Regions from separate parts of the Sus scrofa genome. Here region 2 is linked to region 1. A link is a contact called in public Hi-C data. All regions are on one chromosome and are shown on one strand. Each heading gives the region's core, a stretch centred on a gene start, on an enhancer-like site or on the middle of the called end of the contact. The rest is flanking DNA. Distances are from core to core; before and after follow the strand shown. Region 1 overlaps SLC16A12 (monocarboxylate transporter 12). Region 2 holds the start of SLC16A12 (monocarboxylate transporter 12).

Region 1 (7,831 bases), core at 2,632-5,131:
TTCTCCCAAGTTGTTCTCCCAAGCCTATAAGGTACCTCAACCTCACATGTTTTAGCACTGGCTATTCTCTTCCTGGAAACATTTTATTTTCAAGCTTTCACCATTTTCCAACTAGTGTTGAGTATTTGACTTCTCCCCAAGTCTCTCAAGTGAGTCCAACTCTTACCACTTCTGCTGGTATCCTCCCCATATCTGCCCTCCGTTTTTAGTTTCCCATGACCTTGTACCTGAACAAAGTCAGAGCCTGTCCCAGCTGGCCTGGTTAATCCGGACTCTACCACTCAGAGTTTTAGACCTTCTCTGCACTTACTAATTATGACTCAGGGTCTCAGTGCCTCAGTTTCCTCATCTGTAGGGTAGATCCATGGAGGGTAACTACACCTGGGGACAAAGATATCCTCTCCATGACTGCACATGGCAGAAACTCCCGCAAAGCTTGCACCCCTGGCCTCTCTCTACTCCTCACTTACTTTTCTCTGCAGGAAGAGGGGACAGTTATCTGACTCTTGGGCTTGGGAGAAACAGGTGCACGTGCTCAGCTTTCTTTTTTCCCCCTGTTTTTTCCCTACTTGAGATCTGCCTACTAGTAAAGTGTGCTCATCCTTCTCAGCTCTTCCACCCTATAAATTAAAAGGAGGCAGGCACCCTTGAAAGGAGGCCAGTGGTTGTTTGAGGGCTGCCAGGAATGGTGACTGGGTAAGTCCATCTTTTATGGGGGTAGAGTGCTGCAGTCCTGCTTGGCTGGTGGTTCTAAGCCTCATTCCCCAATTATCAGTGTTATTAGTGCATATGCCAGTATTGTGATTTCTGATTCCTGTTTTCACCTCTAAATTGGTTTTGAATGTAGTGAGAAGACAAGTGTTTTGGTTTTGTTCTTGCTTTTAGGGTTGCACCCATGGCATATGAAAGTTCCCAGGCTAAGAGTGGAATCTGAGCTGTAGCTGCTGGCCTACACCACAGCCACAGCAATGCCAGATCCAAGCCTCATCTTTGACCTACAACAGAGCTCATGGCAATGCCAGATCCTAGCCCACTGAGCGAGGCCAGGGATCAAAACTGCATTCTCGTGGGTGCTAGTCAGATCGTTTCCACTGAGCCACGACGGGAACTCCGACAAGTGGTTTTTATTAATCCTTTTGATCCCAGTTCCTACCTCATGGAGTTGTTGAGAAAATGAAATGAGATAACCCATAGTCTATTACAAAGCATAGGATCTACTCATAGTAGGCATTCAAGGAAATGTCACCTCTTTTTACTATTATTGTTGTTGTTGTTACAGACTGCCTCCATGAGACTTAGGAAAGGGATAGGAATTTAAAAGTTCAATATCCTATGATTATCATAATATTTTCTATCAAGATAGTGTGGGAGAATAACAGTTACAACCAGCAGAACGTTGTAAACAGCAAAAGAAAATCTATTGCCATTTCTTCTCCAAAGACTTCATTGACATGTGTGCTGAAGCTGGGTATGAAAATTTTCTGAAAGACCATTTCTCTGAAGAGGCTTCCAAGAGGCCCTTAGGCCATGATACAGCTGTAAATAGTAACATAACTTGGCTCAGAAAAAAAAAAAAAAAAAGTTTTAAAAAGAAAAAAGAAGCCCAGATTCCTCTGACAGGATACCCCTCTCTAAAGAGTTCCAAAGGTTTTCCCTGCCCTCGTTACATCGCTGCTCTTTGAGGCCGTTAAGACTGTCACAACTATGAATGCTGCATTACAGTTTAAGCAGATAGACCTGTGCACTTGGCCTGGGGTCAGACACGGCTGGCTTTGAATACCCAGAGCAGACCATTCATAGCTGTCTGACCTTAGCTTCCCGAGTCTGTCTCCTGTTCTGCACACTAGAGTTAATAGTTCCTCTATTACAGCTTTAATAAGGATTAAAGAGCAAAATTCATGTAAAAGCGCCTGACACCTATTAAAATATTCACATAATAACCATACATTAACTTCCTTCCCTTTTATAACAGCAGATACATTTTCCGTCTTCATTTATTTCTTTCAATAATTTTCAAATTAAAATGTGAAGCAGACAAAGAAAAAAGCAAAGCAATGGTACAAGCTATACAATAGCATACAGTAGGCACTCAAAATACGCTTACCTAAGTTTTTTGTTTTGGGTTTTTTTTTTTTTTTTTTTGCTTTTTAGGGCCGCACCTTTGGCATATGGAAGCTCCCAGGCTAGGGGTCCAATCAGAGCTGCATCTGCCGGCCTACACCACAGCCACAGCCATGTAGGATCCGAGCCCATGACTGCGACCTACTGCAGCTCATGGCAATGCTGGATCCCTGACCCACTGAGTGAGGCCAGGGATTGAACCTGCATCCTCATGGATACTAGTCAGATTCATTTCCGCTGCACCACAAAGGGAACTCCCAGGCTTACCTAAGTTAAACTTATACCATTTACTAGTTTAAATAATGGCATGATTAGCAAATTATTAATAAATAAACATCTTTATCATAGGGGAAAGCAACCATGTTTCTCTTAGAGTGTCCAAAAGAAAAGAAGCTGAGCAGAGACCCAAATGTCAATTTTCTCTTATGACAAAGGGACAATACAAAAGAGCTAAATAATTGAATGAGGGAGAGTGGCAAAGAGAAAATGATGGGAGAAGAAATAAATCCAAGAAATGCTATGCTCTTTGAACATTAAACTAGTTTTCACTGCTTTGCAGTATTTGGTTGGTTCTTTTGAATTGCACATGGAAATTCTTTGCAGGCAAATATCTGTATATCACATATCTGTGTTCATGTTCTCTTCCCATTTTAGTGACTGTTCCTAAGTATTACACAAACGCTACATCCCACCCATGGATTATTATAAAGCCTTTACAAGTGCCAATTATGATGACTGTAGCAGTCACCCAATGCTGATGGGTGAATTCATAATCAGAACACAAAAAAATACAAGCTATGAATACAACTACAGAACATACATACACACAAGGACAAAATGAGAAAGAAATGCAGAGAAACAGAAAATAGTAGTGTGAGGAAAGTAAGGTTATGAATGATTTATTCCTGTATTTTCTGAACTTCTTGGAATATTCTTATAACCTTCTTATAAAAAGTAATAAAACTGCTTTTACATAGTTGTAATTAAGCGTGTCTTCCTATTTTATTTTTCCCATTCAACATCAATTCCTATACGCTTTTTTATACATTTGATAGAGCTGACATTTGTCATTTATACATTTACACATTTACCATCCATGGTTATGTTTGCCTTCTTCATTTAAGCTTGTCAAGACTTTATCCTCCTGGCATACTTAAGAGGGCTTTGCTTTGGAACCACACTCTTTTTTTCTTTTTTCTTTCTTTTTTTTTTTTTTTTCCTTTTGGGGCCACACCTGCAGCATATGGAGGTTACCAGGCTAGGGGTCTAATTGGAGCTATAGCTGCCAGCCTACACCACAGCCACAGCAACGCAGGATCCGAGCCTCCTCTGTGACCTACACCACAGCTACTGCAATGCCAGATCCTTAACCCAGTGGGCGAGGCCTGCAACCTCATGGTTACCAGTCATATTCGTTTCCACTGTGCCACAATGGGAACTCTGGGACCACACTCTTATATGTGGATTAAAAGTTACCCCTCATTTCTGTTCTGCCCCACAGGCTGGAAACAAGAAATCTATCTGCAAAAAGAGAAAGTTTAAAATAATGTTTTAAGGCTGTCTAAGGAAACAATCCCATTGACAGAATTTAGTTTGGATTTTTTTCCTCCAAAAAAGTGAATGTGTGTGTGTGTGTGTAAAATAAAGAAATTTATTCCAGTGAGGTCTTTCACTATAATTTTCAAAATTGTTTTCCTCTTACAAAGTGATGCAATATTTGATGAGTAAATAACAGGGAATGAAAAAGTTCACTTTAGGGCAACTGTACTAGACAGAATGTGAATCCCATGTTCTCTTTCATGGCATTTTAGGCTCAAGGATATTGCTCCCTTTTCTTTGATAAACTTCTTGAGAGAATGCTGACAATGACAAAACTGCCTTCGCCGAGGGCTAGGAGAAGAACGTATTACTTAATATTTTCAGGATAAAAATAGAGGTTTGACTTATACCGAATAGTTTTAGGATCTTAGAATGAGAATATAAAATAAACACTTTGATTTTTACAAAACAATTAATATTGAAATTGAAAATAATTAATACTGAAATTGAAATCGAAATTCAGTATAAGATTGAAAAGTACAGTTTCATCTCTAATCAATCTTAACCCCATAGTCTCACGTAGAAGAGAATGTTAAATAATACACATTTAATTTATTTGGCTTCTCTTTTCTCAAGAACACAACCAATCAAGAACACAGCAACAAAGGCTGGTAAATGGCCAAAGGCTACATTTCAAAGTCCAGTCTGTTTTTAACTGCGTCTTCTACACTAAAAAGTTTGGTTTTATGAGATTCATGCCCACCAATGATAAGCTATAATCAAAGCTATAATCACAGTGAGGGAGAAAAGCTGTCACACACAAATCTGTAAGCAAGTGTGAGGTCATTGTTAAGAGTCTAATGGCGGAGTTCCCGTCATGGCTCAGTGGTTAACAAATCTGACTAGGAACCATGAGGTTGCAGGTTCGATCCCTGGCCTTGCTCAGTGGGTTAAGGATGCAGCGTTGCCGTGAGCCGTGGTGTAGGTTGCAGATGAGGCTCGGATCCCACATTGCTGTGGCTCTGGTGTAGGCCAGTGGCTATAGCTCCGATTAGACCCCTTGCCTGGGAACCCCCATATGCCATGGGAGTGGCCCTGGAAATGGCAAAAAAAAAAAAAGTAAAAAGTCTAATGGCAGTAGGAGAGACCAAAAATGAAAAGAGAAAAAGACAAAAAAAGAAAAGAGCCAGGAAATTCAGCAGCTTGGAGTCATTTGGTGTAGAGGGAAATGCATCAACATGTCTTAGTCCAGAGTTTCCCAACTGCTGGACAGGGTTACAGGTAGGATAGGGATCTGTATTAGTCAGCTCAGGCTGCATAACAAAATAATAAATGTCAGGCTTAAACAGCAGACATTTATTTCTCATAGTTCTGGAGACTAGAAGACCAAGAGCAAGGTTCTGACAAGTCTGGTTTCTGGTGAGCGCATTCTTCCTGGCCTGTAGATGACCACCTTCTTGCTGTGTCCTCACATGGCCTTTCCTTGGCAGGTGTAGGGAGTAGTGGGGGTGGTGTTTGGCCAGTGGAAAGAGATATGGGGAGCTCTCTAATGCTTCTTCTTATAAGGACAATAATCCTATTAGAAAGGGCCCCACATTTATGACTTCACTGAACCTTAATTAATTCCTTAGGTGCCGTATCTCCAAATGGCTAATAGCGACACTGGTGGTCAGGGCTTCCACATACGAATTTGAAAGGGACACAAACATTCCATCCACAACAGGTTCCCTCAGTTGGCCAGTGCCCAGGCCAGGAACAGACTCACGGTTTACCCCAAGGTGGCTAAGAAATATCATGATTTTTGACGTCTGGCTCCATGAAAAGGAGGAAGCACTGTTTAATGGACCCTGCATGCAACACTGCACTATCAACCATTATGGTAATAAATCTCAATGACCCCTTAGAGTGAAGAAAAAAAAAATCACGATAATAATCAATGCTTAAATAACATTCACTATGTGCTGTACCTGCTCTTAGTGTTTCTTTACACACATTAACTCAATTAATACTCACGACAGCCCTCTGATATATGAAGTATTATAACACCAGGGGTCAAGAGACAGTCCTTTGTCACCAAATTGCCTGAGTCCCCACCTCAGCTTCTGCACTTTATTTTTTTATTTTTTGTCTTTTTGCTATTTCTTTGGGCCGCTCCCGCGGCATATGGAGGTTCCCAGGCTAGGGGTCGAATCGGAACTGTAGCTACCGGCCTACACCAGAGCCACAGCAACGCGGGATCCGAGCCGCGTCTGCAACCTACACCACAGCTCACGGCAACGCCGGATCGTTAACCCACTGAGCAAGGGCAGGGACCGAACCCGCAGCCTCATGGTTCCTAGTCGGATTCGTTAATCACTGCGCCACAATGGGAACTTCTTTTTTTTTTCTCTCTTTTTTTTTTTTTTTTGTAGCTTCTGCACTTTAAGCTCTGTAACCTTGGTCAAGGTACCAAGTCTCTCTGAATCTCAGGTTCCTTTTCTATAAAATGGGGATGGACAAAAAAGTGTACAATTCCCAAAAGATCTGAAAACCAAACATTTTCCATATGTTACTATTCATTTTGTGGCTATACCCAAACACTCATAGTTTTTATTTATATTTCTTAGTGGACTATTTTTATGACAGCGTGATTTGTAATTAGTGAATCACAGGGTACCCCCCCATCACCCCACCACCCCAACCCTGTTGGAGGGTTACAAATATATGCTCTACAAACCATAACAAAACACCTGGTTCTAAGGATTTCTGAAAAGAGTTCTGACTCGCAGTTGTTGTAAGAATCTACCAAGTTAACTAACAACACTTAGAAGAGTGCCTGGCACATGTGGTAAATGATAAACAAGTATTAACTGGTATTGTTGTTACTGCCATTCTCTAGATAAGGAAACAGAGGCAGAGAGAGATTAAACAGTCTGTCCAAGCCACAGTTGGCATGTGGCACAGCCGAAAGTGAACCCAGACAGCCTGGTGCCAAAGACTGTGGTCTTAAGCACTGCATTGTACCATCTCCACAAGTTATATACATTTCATTTGTGGTTCAATCATGTTCAGTGTGCCATGTTTGAGAAGGCAACAGCCTTATAAAATGTTTTTAGAAATCCTGTCCAGCTCAGTTTCAAGGGAATCCAGCTCCATCAATCAGAACAATCCAAGGGCAAGCCCTGGAGCACAGAGGGCTACGGCCATGTCAGTACTACCAGATCTGCACCTCCCTGGCCTAGCTCACTGAACTGGGAGGCCCCACCCAATCCAAAGGAACCAACCAAAGGCTGAACCAGACTCTGAGACTCTACACATTTAGAACTGGGAATGGGGATTGAGTCAGGCCAGAGCTGGGAGGTGCTGTGAGCCAGGCGGGGGAGCCATTCTCTGCCATGAAGTACATGGAGGAGCCAAGAGCCAGAAGAGGAAGGAAGCAGTTCCATGGAAACCAGTGGTTCTCAACCAGGAAAAATCTGGCCCCCCCATGAGGACATCTGGCAATGTCTAGAGAGATTTTGCCATCACAGTCAGAGTGCTTCTTTTTTTTTTTTTTTTTGTCTTTTTAGGGCTGCACCTACAACATATGGAAGTTCCCAGACTAGGAGTCAAATCAGAGCTGCAGTCGCCAGCCTACACCACAGCAATGCTGGATATGAGCCACACCTGTGACCTACACCACAGCTCATGGCAACGTCGGATCTTTAACCCACTGAGCAGGGCCAGGGATCGAACCTGTGTCTTCATGGATACTAGTCAGGTTCGTTATGGCTGAGCTACGACGGGAACTCCTGCACAGTGTTTCCCTGCAGAAAGGACAGTGGTCTGACTACAACAGCAGGTGTACGCTTGGGAAATTAAAGAAATAAACTGAAGTGGAAACAGTTTCAAAAGAATCATCAGTCTACACACCTATAATACAGGCTTGCACATCAGTGACTGTCCTGGGCCTAATTCATCCTTTGAATGGATTAAAGAAGAAAAGTACCTTGGGAATGTATACTCCTTGGCAACCCATTCCTAGAAACATGGCCTTATCAGTTAAAAACAAAAACGCAACAAGCAGCATTTTCCCCATATGTGCAGTACACTAAAGCAGAGGCAGGAATCTCTGACATTCGTGGCAATCAGCCAAAAGAGTTTTTAATCAATAAGCTCCTGGTCTCCTCATTCTCTTCTCTGGGTAAGATGG
Region 2 (7,831 bases), core at 3,538-6,037, 48 kb after region 1:
AACCACTGAGTGAGGCCAGGGATCAAACCCACATCTTTATGGATACTAGTCAGGTTCTTTACCACTGTGCCACCATGGGAACTCCCCTTATGACCATTTTTAAAGTTAAGATAAAATTCACTACTTTAATCATCTTTAACTTTAAAACTCAGTGGTTATTAGTAACTTCATAATGATGTAAAACCATCACCACTGTTGAATTCCAGAACCCAGTGATCACCCCAAAAAGAAACCCTGTACCCATTTACCATTCATTCTCAATACCCCCCCCATCCCATAACCTGGCAACCACAAAGCTAGGTCTTATCTCTACGCATTTGCCTATTGTGGATATTTCATATAAATGGAATCACACATGTGGTCTTTTGTGTCTACTTTCTTTCACTTAACATTTTCATGGTTCATCCGGGTTGTAGCTTGTTGATACTGTTTTTTAATATGGCTTATTTTTATAAGTCTATATGGCAATCAACTTAGTGTTCATAGATACGGCATTCTTTATTTAGTGCTCCCATTATATCAGTTTGTGTAATATTTAATTAAATTGCAAAATTACAAGAGCAAGTAAATAAGACTGTGACCAGACACCACTCTATGTGTGCACCTGAGCCTATAAAAGCAAAGTACACCAGTTTATTATGATGACAGTTATTTGCTACGGCGGCCTCTGTGCTCTAAGCTACAACCAGTACATGTTTCCAAGGGAAAAGAGAGTTAACCCTTGAGTTGGTCGGTTCTCCATTACCTAGGATGGAGCGGTATGCATGCAGAAGGTGTAAAGGTGGTGTCTATTAGACATCCCAACACAGCCTCAACTGTCCCCTAAAGGAAGACTTCCATATGTCCACATCTTCAAAAGAAGCAACGATGTGTTCCCATAAAGATGGGGATACCCTTCTATACCTAGATAACAGCTTTACTACCTTACCTGCCTTTCAAAGCTCAGCTCAAACATGTCCTCCTCTATAAAATCTTCCCTAAGCCTTGACTCCTCTGCGTGTCCTCTCTCCTTGCTTTTAATTTCCAAAGTAATTATCTATCGCTTACAGTGGTTATAACTGGTATTATATAGCTAGTTACATAATGTCCTTTCTTCCATATGATGCCTAAGCTGCTTCAGAATAGGTTTTGTGTTTTGACATCCCCTACAACCACCGGCACAAGAAAAGAGGGCGCAAGCCACAATCTGCACAAATCTGAAATGAGAAGTTCAATAAATATTTATTAAGTAAATAACGAATGAGCACATTGATTAAATTATTAATTAATGGTGTGTAAATTGCCACCTGGCTATACAGCAACACGCCTCTTCAATGTGCAGCAAAAGGGGGGTGGGAGGGATGAGAATCTGATGGGCAGAGTGGTAGGCAAAGGAAGAAAATCAACTCCTTTGGGTGCCTAGCAGCTATCGGAAAACATGACTCTCCCCCAAGCGCTTAACAGAGATCACTTTCAAACAGGACATGGTTAGATAATGATATTTCCTGATATCCTTTGATGTCAAACAAATTAAAAACAGACAGAAAATCTTTATGCTCAAAATCTCCAATGTCTTCAAGTGTGGGTTTGGTTTTTCTCCATTAAATTATTAGACCATCTGAGTGAGTTTTTCGATATTCTAGAAAGGTACTCATAAGAACAGAGATTCCAAATCTGCGATTTTTAAAAGCAAAGCAATTGGTTAGGTAAGGAATGCATAAACAACCGCAAAAGCTGCACTGAATACTTTTTTTGGCTGTATGCGACTGAAAAACTGCCAAGTTCATTTTGATAAGCCTTTGTTAAAAACAATAAACATGCCTAAGCTTGCAAACCATGCCACTTTGAAAATAAAAGCAATTGAGAGAATTAGAAAATGTTTAAAATGTCTGATTAAAAAGAATCCATTCTGTGGTAATGGATTGACCAATAAGTCACAACGCTGGGCTGTCTATTAATATGGAAGGGGGGGGGACAAAATGTAAAGTGAGACAAAATAAAAGCAGATCAGCATCTTCATAAATAAATAAGAAGCTACATCTTAAAACTAATACAATTTTTAGTCTGCAACGCTGACATGGGGGCACCAACACTATTGAGAAAACTAATCCTCTCAGGCTTCATTAAGTTTGATGTCACAACAAGGTCCTTGCACCAAAGGAAATGTAATTTCAGGGACTCCAAAAGAACATACATAAAATAACCAAACGTGGGAACTTCTATTCATGTAGAGTTCTCATCCATCTGTTCGTTAAAGTCAAAATAACTTTATCTGAATTTTCCACGATTATAAAATCAGCAAAATCACCGGATTCCAAGGAAGATAATTTGGAATATTTATGGTCATTTCCCTACTTTAAACAAAACTGAAATTCTCTTCTCTCTGCCAAACAAAACCCTGGAAAAGTTCTAGTGAAAACCGTAACTTGAGGTCCATAGGATCAAAGGTCTTTGTTTCGTTCACTGACAAAACTCAAGTGAACAGAACAGCACTGATCATATAGCAGGCATTCAATAAATACCTTTAAACTAAATTGAAAAAGTTTTTTAAAAAGGCAATGTACTACTAAAACGCTAAATAAGTCTGTTTGAAATTCCTTTCTCAGCTTTGTTATAGGTCATGGTGTTAATCACAACAGACAAATTGTCCTCATATAAGCCACTTTTCTCAAGCCTGCTCCAAAGTCACAAATCATACTTTTAACTCTAAACAATCATCACCACAGGGAGGTAAAAATCAGAAGAGACTCCAAGGAGGGATGAGGGTAAATTTTGTCCAACTGTTTTGATTACTTTTCTTCTCTTGGAAGGTCACCTGGGATGTATTTGCATATTCATCTTCTCATAAGAGGAATGTATTATATAAAATTATGGGTTTGTATTTTTTTTAATTATACTACAAAAGTGGTTTAACTAACCTCTCATCTATTTCAGAATCCCACCAGTTTTTTTTTTTAAGACAGATAAAGAAAAAAATAAGAACAGGAAAATGATATGATTAAGTGATTCTAGTCATCATTTTTGTTCAAAATGCCTAGAAGCAACATGCTTTGAAAAATGAATTGAGTCAGAGAGAGAGGGCCTGGATTCTGGTGTGGCTCCATCACTAATGAGTTTAACCAAATCTTGCAGGAAACTCAGCTTCCCTGGCTGGAGTTGAAGAGTTTGACTGGATGATCTCTAAAAACCTTTACAATCCCCAAAATCCTGTTATTCTAAGTGACCAAATCCAGTCACTTATCACTCCTCGGGAGAGTCAAACGCCATCTGCCTAGTTTGGCATGACATGGTGATCTCTGATACCCTTGGAGATAGTGTGGTTTTAAATTTGGAAGTCTGAAGACTTTCCTCCTGGGTTAAGCTGATGGAGCCACCAGAATGCCCAGCTCTCGAGCAAAGGAAACATTAAGTTGAACTAATTCTGAGTCCCTTCAGAATGGAAGGCTTAAACCAGTGTCCTACCAGGTCCCAACTGACTCAACACTTTGTTTTTTGTTTGTTTGTTTGTTTTTAAGGAAAAAAATAAGTTACAAGAGGTTCAGAAAGTTGATTTGTGAAACCCAAAGGCTAACCAAATAGCCCAGGACTTGCTGGAATTGTGCTTTTAAATTTTGCCACGAATACCTTTCCCTGAGTCTGCACTACAGATATCACTGATTTTCTTTAAGGTCAAGAAGCAACACAGAAATTAAGTCAATTGAAGGTTTTGCCCCCCCCCTCCCCATGAGGGACATGAGGAAGAGTTAAAAAGATAGAAAGAAGATACTCTGGACACGTAATCCAGAAGAAAGGCAGTCTCCCCTGCCTGAGAAGTCTGCATTTGGAAACCCCAGGAGATGAGGATCAAAGCCGCTCCCTCTCCAGCCACCTGCCCAGAAACTGCCCGAGGGCCGGCCCTACGTAGTCGGGGCCAGTGGGCACGTGTCTCCCGCCTGACCCAAAAGGCGCTTGGAGGGACCGGGTTGCGCTGGCGGGCTCCCCCAGCGTCTCCGGGCGCGGGGGCGGAGGGGAGCCAAGGGAGCGCCCTCAGCCAACCTCCGCCCACCCAGCCCTAGAGCCCGCCGCCCAAGCGCAGGATGCCCAGGTCACCTGTGCCACTGCGTCCTCTGCACAGCCGAGCCGGGAAGCAGGCAGGGGGTGAGCCGGGGGGATCCCCGGCCCCCGCGCTGGGGATCCGGGCGCCAGAGTGGCCGGCCAGGAGACTGCGCCCCAGCAGCCCGGCGGGCCAGGCTCCAGTGCTCCGCTGCCCGCCCAGACCTTGCAGACCCCCTGTCCGCCCTTCCCCTGCCCGCCGGGCCCCGCCACATGCTCACCTCGCGTGGACCGCTGCAGCCCGGGCGGTGGCGCGCGGACATGCCCCCGGGGCGCACCCAGCGTGCCGCGTGCCCGCGCGGTGGCCCCTTCCCCAGCCCCAGGCTCCGCGGTCCGCGCTTCGGAAGGGCGGGGAGCCGACGGGGCGGAGGCACGGGCGGGGCAGGAGCTGGGGGTCCCCCGCAGGCCGTGCGGGAGGCGGAGAGCGTGGAGGGGAGAATTGCAGTGCTCGACTCCCCCGGAAATGCACCGGCAAGTTCAGCGCCCCCAGCTATGCCGTGGACTCTCTGCCCCTCGGGTGAATGGACTTATCACCGGGCTCCGCACTACGTCCGGCGCCCTGGAGAGTGGTGAGGGGCGCGTGGGAGGAGGGCCGCCCCGCGGTTATGTAATAGACCGGCCCGCTGTGACCCGAGCCAACTCGCTTGGGGGCTGCCCGACCCTCTCGGGGAACAGCGGTGCGTGCCCGCGACCCAGGCGAGCAGTGGAGGGCCAGTGTTCTCAAAAAGAACTTTCCCCTGCAGGGTCGAAGAGCGAGCTCTGGAGAAGGCATCCAAGGGCTCCCTGAGGTGTATTTGGCAGGGGTCTAGTCTCTGCTAGCCAGCCCGTCCCGTTTCACAGCACAGGAAACAGGCCGCCAAGCGTTAAAACACCGTCTCTTGGAGTAAGGTGGACCTAGATTCAGTGTTTCTGAAAACCTCGGGACCTTAGGCAAGTTACTTAAATCTCTGAGCCTCAGTTTCTTCACCTGCAAAACGGCAATAGTAATTGTCCACTTCCTGTGGTTGCTGAGGCTAAAATGAGTGAGGCGCAGATTACACGCCCCCAGTAAACGGTACTGCCCTTGATTGTGCGAAGATTCGCCCTACTCCCCTTAGAGTCAGCTGTCTCCCTGGCTTGACGAAGGAGCTACCGGAGACCACCAAGAGGCACCCCAGGTAGACAGGTGCCCTGCTAACCTTCCTGTAAATTAGGCTCCCTGTCAGGAGCAAAGGCTTCGGAACTGACTACGTCTGATTTTAACTTCTTGGGGTCGACATGGTTGCTACTCACTGTCATCATCTGGGACTTTGCTTGAAATGCAAAACCTCAGGCCCAACCCCAGGAGGCTTCTAAGAAGAATCCGTAGGTGGTTCAGTCGGTTGTATGTCAAAGTTTCAAAATGAGTTCGACCTTTTGGAAAATTTGAGAAGGGGGCTAGAAAGTTATTGTGCTGCTCAGTGGCCACATAATACCTTAGGGTATTTTTAAAATAGACTACCAAAGCCCTTCCTCATTTTACACTCTGGCTGTTCTGTCCCTTCCTCTCTCCTCCTTCTCCTGCTCTTTCACTATAAATCTGGATCGAGGTCCTCTTTTCACTTGCAAAATCCTCTAGGTTACTTGTAAGTAATGATTAGTGAAGTTGGTCTAAAACACACAGAAGAATTAGCAAATATGGCTTGTAAAAGAATTCATTAACATTCAAAAGGGACTTAAAATATTAAGGCAGTGGTGAGCTCCGGGCTCTCATCTGTGAAGGTCTTTAGGTTAAAGGCTTGAATACCTTTGCAAGTCAGAAAAATTCTTCTCTTAGTTAAACATTGTTGTGGGTGGCAAAGAAGCCCCACTTTACATTTAAATAATGTAGGACAACTAGTTCCTTTAAAAAGTTTTGAAGAATAGAAAAAAACTTCACAGGCTTTCTTCCTTCTAAGTCACTAGTTATAGGGGCTCTAGCAAAGCCCAAAGCAATTGTTTTATTTTATTTTTTTTGTTTGTTTGTTTATTGTCTTTTTAGGGCCATACCTGCAGCATGTGGAAGTTCCCAGGCTAGGAGTCGAATCAGCGCTTCAACCTACACTGTGGCTCATGGCAACACTGGATTAACTAGTATGGATACTAGTCGGGTTCATTATCCCTGAGCCACAACGGGAACTCCCCCAAAGCATTTCTTTTAGGTCACTGAATGCTGTGTGTTTGCGTTGTTCAGATTAGGTTCGGCCGATCCTATCTCTGGCAGAATGATTTTCATCTTTTGAGAGGTGAGTTAATTGTGGATTGTTGATGCTCGTGCTGATAGTGCCTGATAAAGAAGGTTACTCCCATCTGCCTTTCCCTTGCCCCCTCCCCCACCCAAGGCTGCTGAACAAGCTGGTACCATGGGGAGGTAGAACAGGGGAAGATGGAATGAGGCGAGGAACCTCCATTCTCTGAGGCTGGAGGGTCAGAGGATCTGGGAAGGGGAGGAGAAACCCTCCTGCTTGTCTTGGAACCCAACCAGGGAAGAAGGAGGAAATGCAACATTTCTCCCAAACAGCACTATCCAAAAGAATTTTCTGCAATGATGGAAATGTTTACACAGTCCAAAATGGCTATAAAAATGTGGCTGTTTACATTTAAATTTTAATTAAAATTCAGGCTTTTTGTGTGTTTGTTTCTTAGTGCTAGTCTATTGCAATAACCACTTTTCAAGTGCCCTGTACTGATGGGTGGCTAGTAGCTACCATACTGGACAGCATATAAGACATTTCCTTCATCATGGGAAGTTCAATGGGACAGCAGTGCCTAGATGCCAGGATTGGAGTGAGAAGGTGAGCCCAGATATTTCAGCCTTTCCAAATTCCCTAGTCAGAATCTCATCTGTCCTAAGGCACCTAAAGGAGGTGATAATTAAACCTAGGCCATTGAGTCCTTGTGAGACTCAAAATGAGATAATGCATAGAATGCACTGAATGCCATGCCCTGCACATTGGAAATGTGCAAAAAATCTTAACCAGTATTAGTATTAATAGTCATTGTATATTTTAAAAAGTTGGGGTGACCCAGTACTACAGTTGCATTAATATCAGTTAAATAACCTTTGGCCGATGTTGTCAGCCACTCTGGTACTTCAACTGCCTTTTTTTTTTCCTTTCTTTTTTTTGGGGGGGGGCACCCCCATGGCATGTGGAAATTCCCAGGCTAGGGGTTGAATCAGAACCATGGCCACCAGCCTATACCACAGCGACAGCAACATGGAATCCAACACAATAGCTCACGGCAATATTGGCTCCCAGATTCACTGATCGAGGCTGGGGATCAAACCCTCATTCTCATGGATACTAGTCAAATTTGTTTCCTCCAAGGCACAATGGGAACTCCCTCAGCTACCACAGCTGTGCTCCCTTCCCGGGGCTCTTCTTCTCTTCTCTGAGCTGGGCACTACGTGCACTGTTTTGGCCTGGAGGCACAGCATACTTGGTCAAATCTCTACCATTTGTATGCAATAAATAACAAGTGTGTTAACTAAAATCACATTGCACCATGGTTCAGGAGAATCAATTTACAGATGAGATTCTCAGAAGCATGACACCTTAGGGTACATCCATTATGGAAGGAATTGTTTGTTCCTGTTATTTGGTCAAACAAGGATGTGTGGACTCAGCAGAGAGAAACGAGAACATTGGCTCCAGATAAGTAATATTTGGGGTGTCTCCGTCAGACTAGACGCTACCAGAAGGTTGGGGGTGGGCAGATGGAAACTTAAGGCTTTTGCTTAAATAGAATTTAAAAGTGCACT

What was found. Hi-C and Micro-C count contacts between places; a contact is called where the count stands out from the background.
Region 2: a Hi-C map of liver shows a contact between it and region 1, with 4 times the contacts expected there. The contact joins the promoter of SLC16A12 here to the enhancer-like site in region 1. A contact is called at or near these places in 2 of 5 promoter capture datasets (both in liver), 8 of 47 Hi-C or Micro-C datasets (embryonic fibroblasts, fetal liver, liver and 1 more) and 1 of 2 datasets of contacts at active chromatin or transcription factors (skeletal muscle).

What each region holds. Positions count from the first base shown.
Region 1 is chr14:101,316,545-101,324,375 of Sscrofa11.1, forward strand. The region is part of intron 1 of SLC16A12 (monocarboxylate transporter 12); the gene reads right to left. Among named protein-coding and RNA genes, the nearest start is that of SLC16A12, 48 kb to the right of the region's middle. Within about 2 kb of position 3,882, at least 2 of the 83 cell types and tissues checked have an H3K27ac peak or open chromatin away from gene starts, as enhancers often do. A contact at or near this core is called in liver, where this site is marked.
Region 2 is chr14:101,363,563-101,371,393 of Sscrofa11.1, forward strand. It overlaps SLC16A12 (monocarboxylate transporter 12), which reads right to left and starts at 4,788. Exons shown (of 7, transcript XM_013983535.2): 1 at 4,293-4,788. LOC110256785 (a long non-coding RNA gene) reads left to right here and starts at 4,949. Exons shown (of 3, transcript XR_002338770.1): 1 at 4,949-6,863.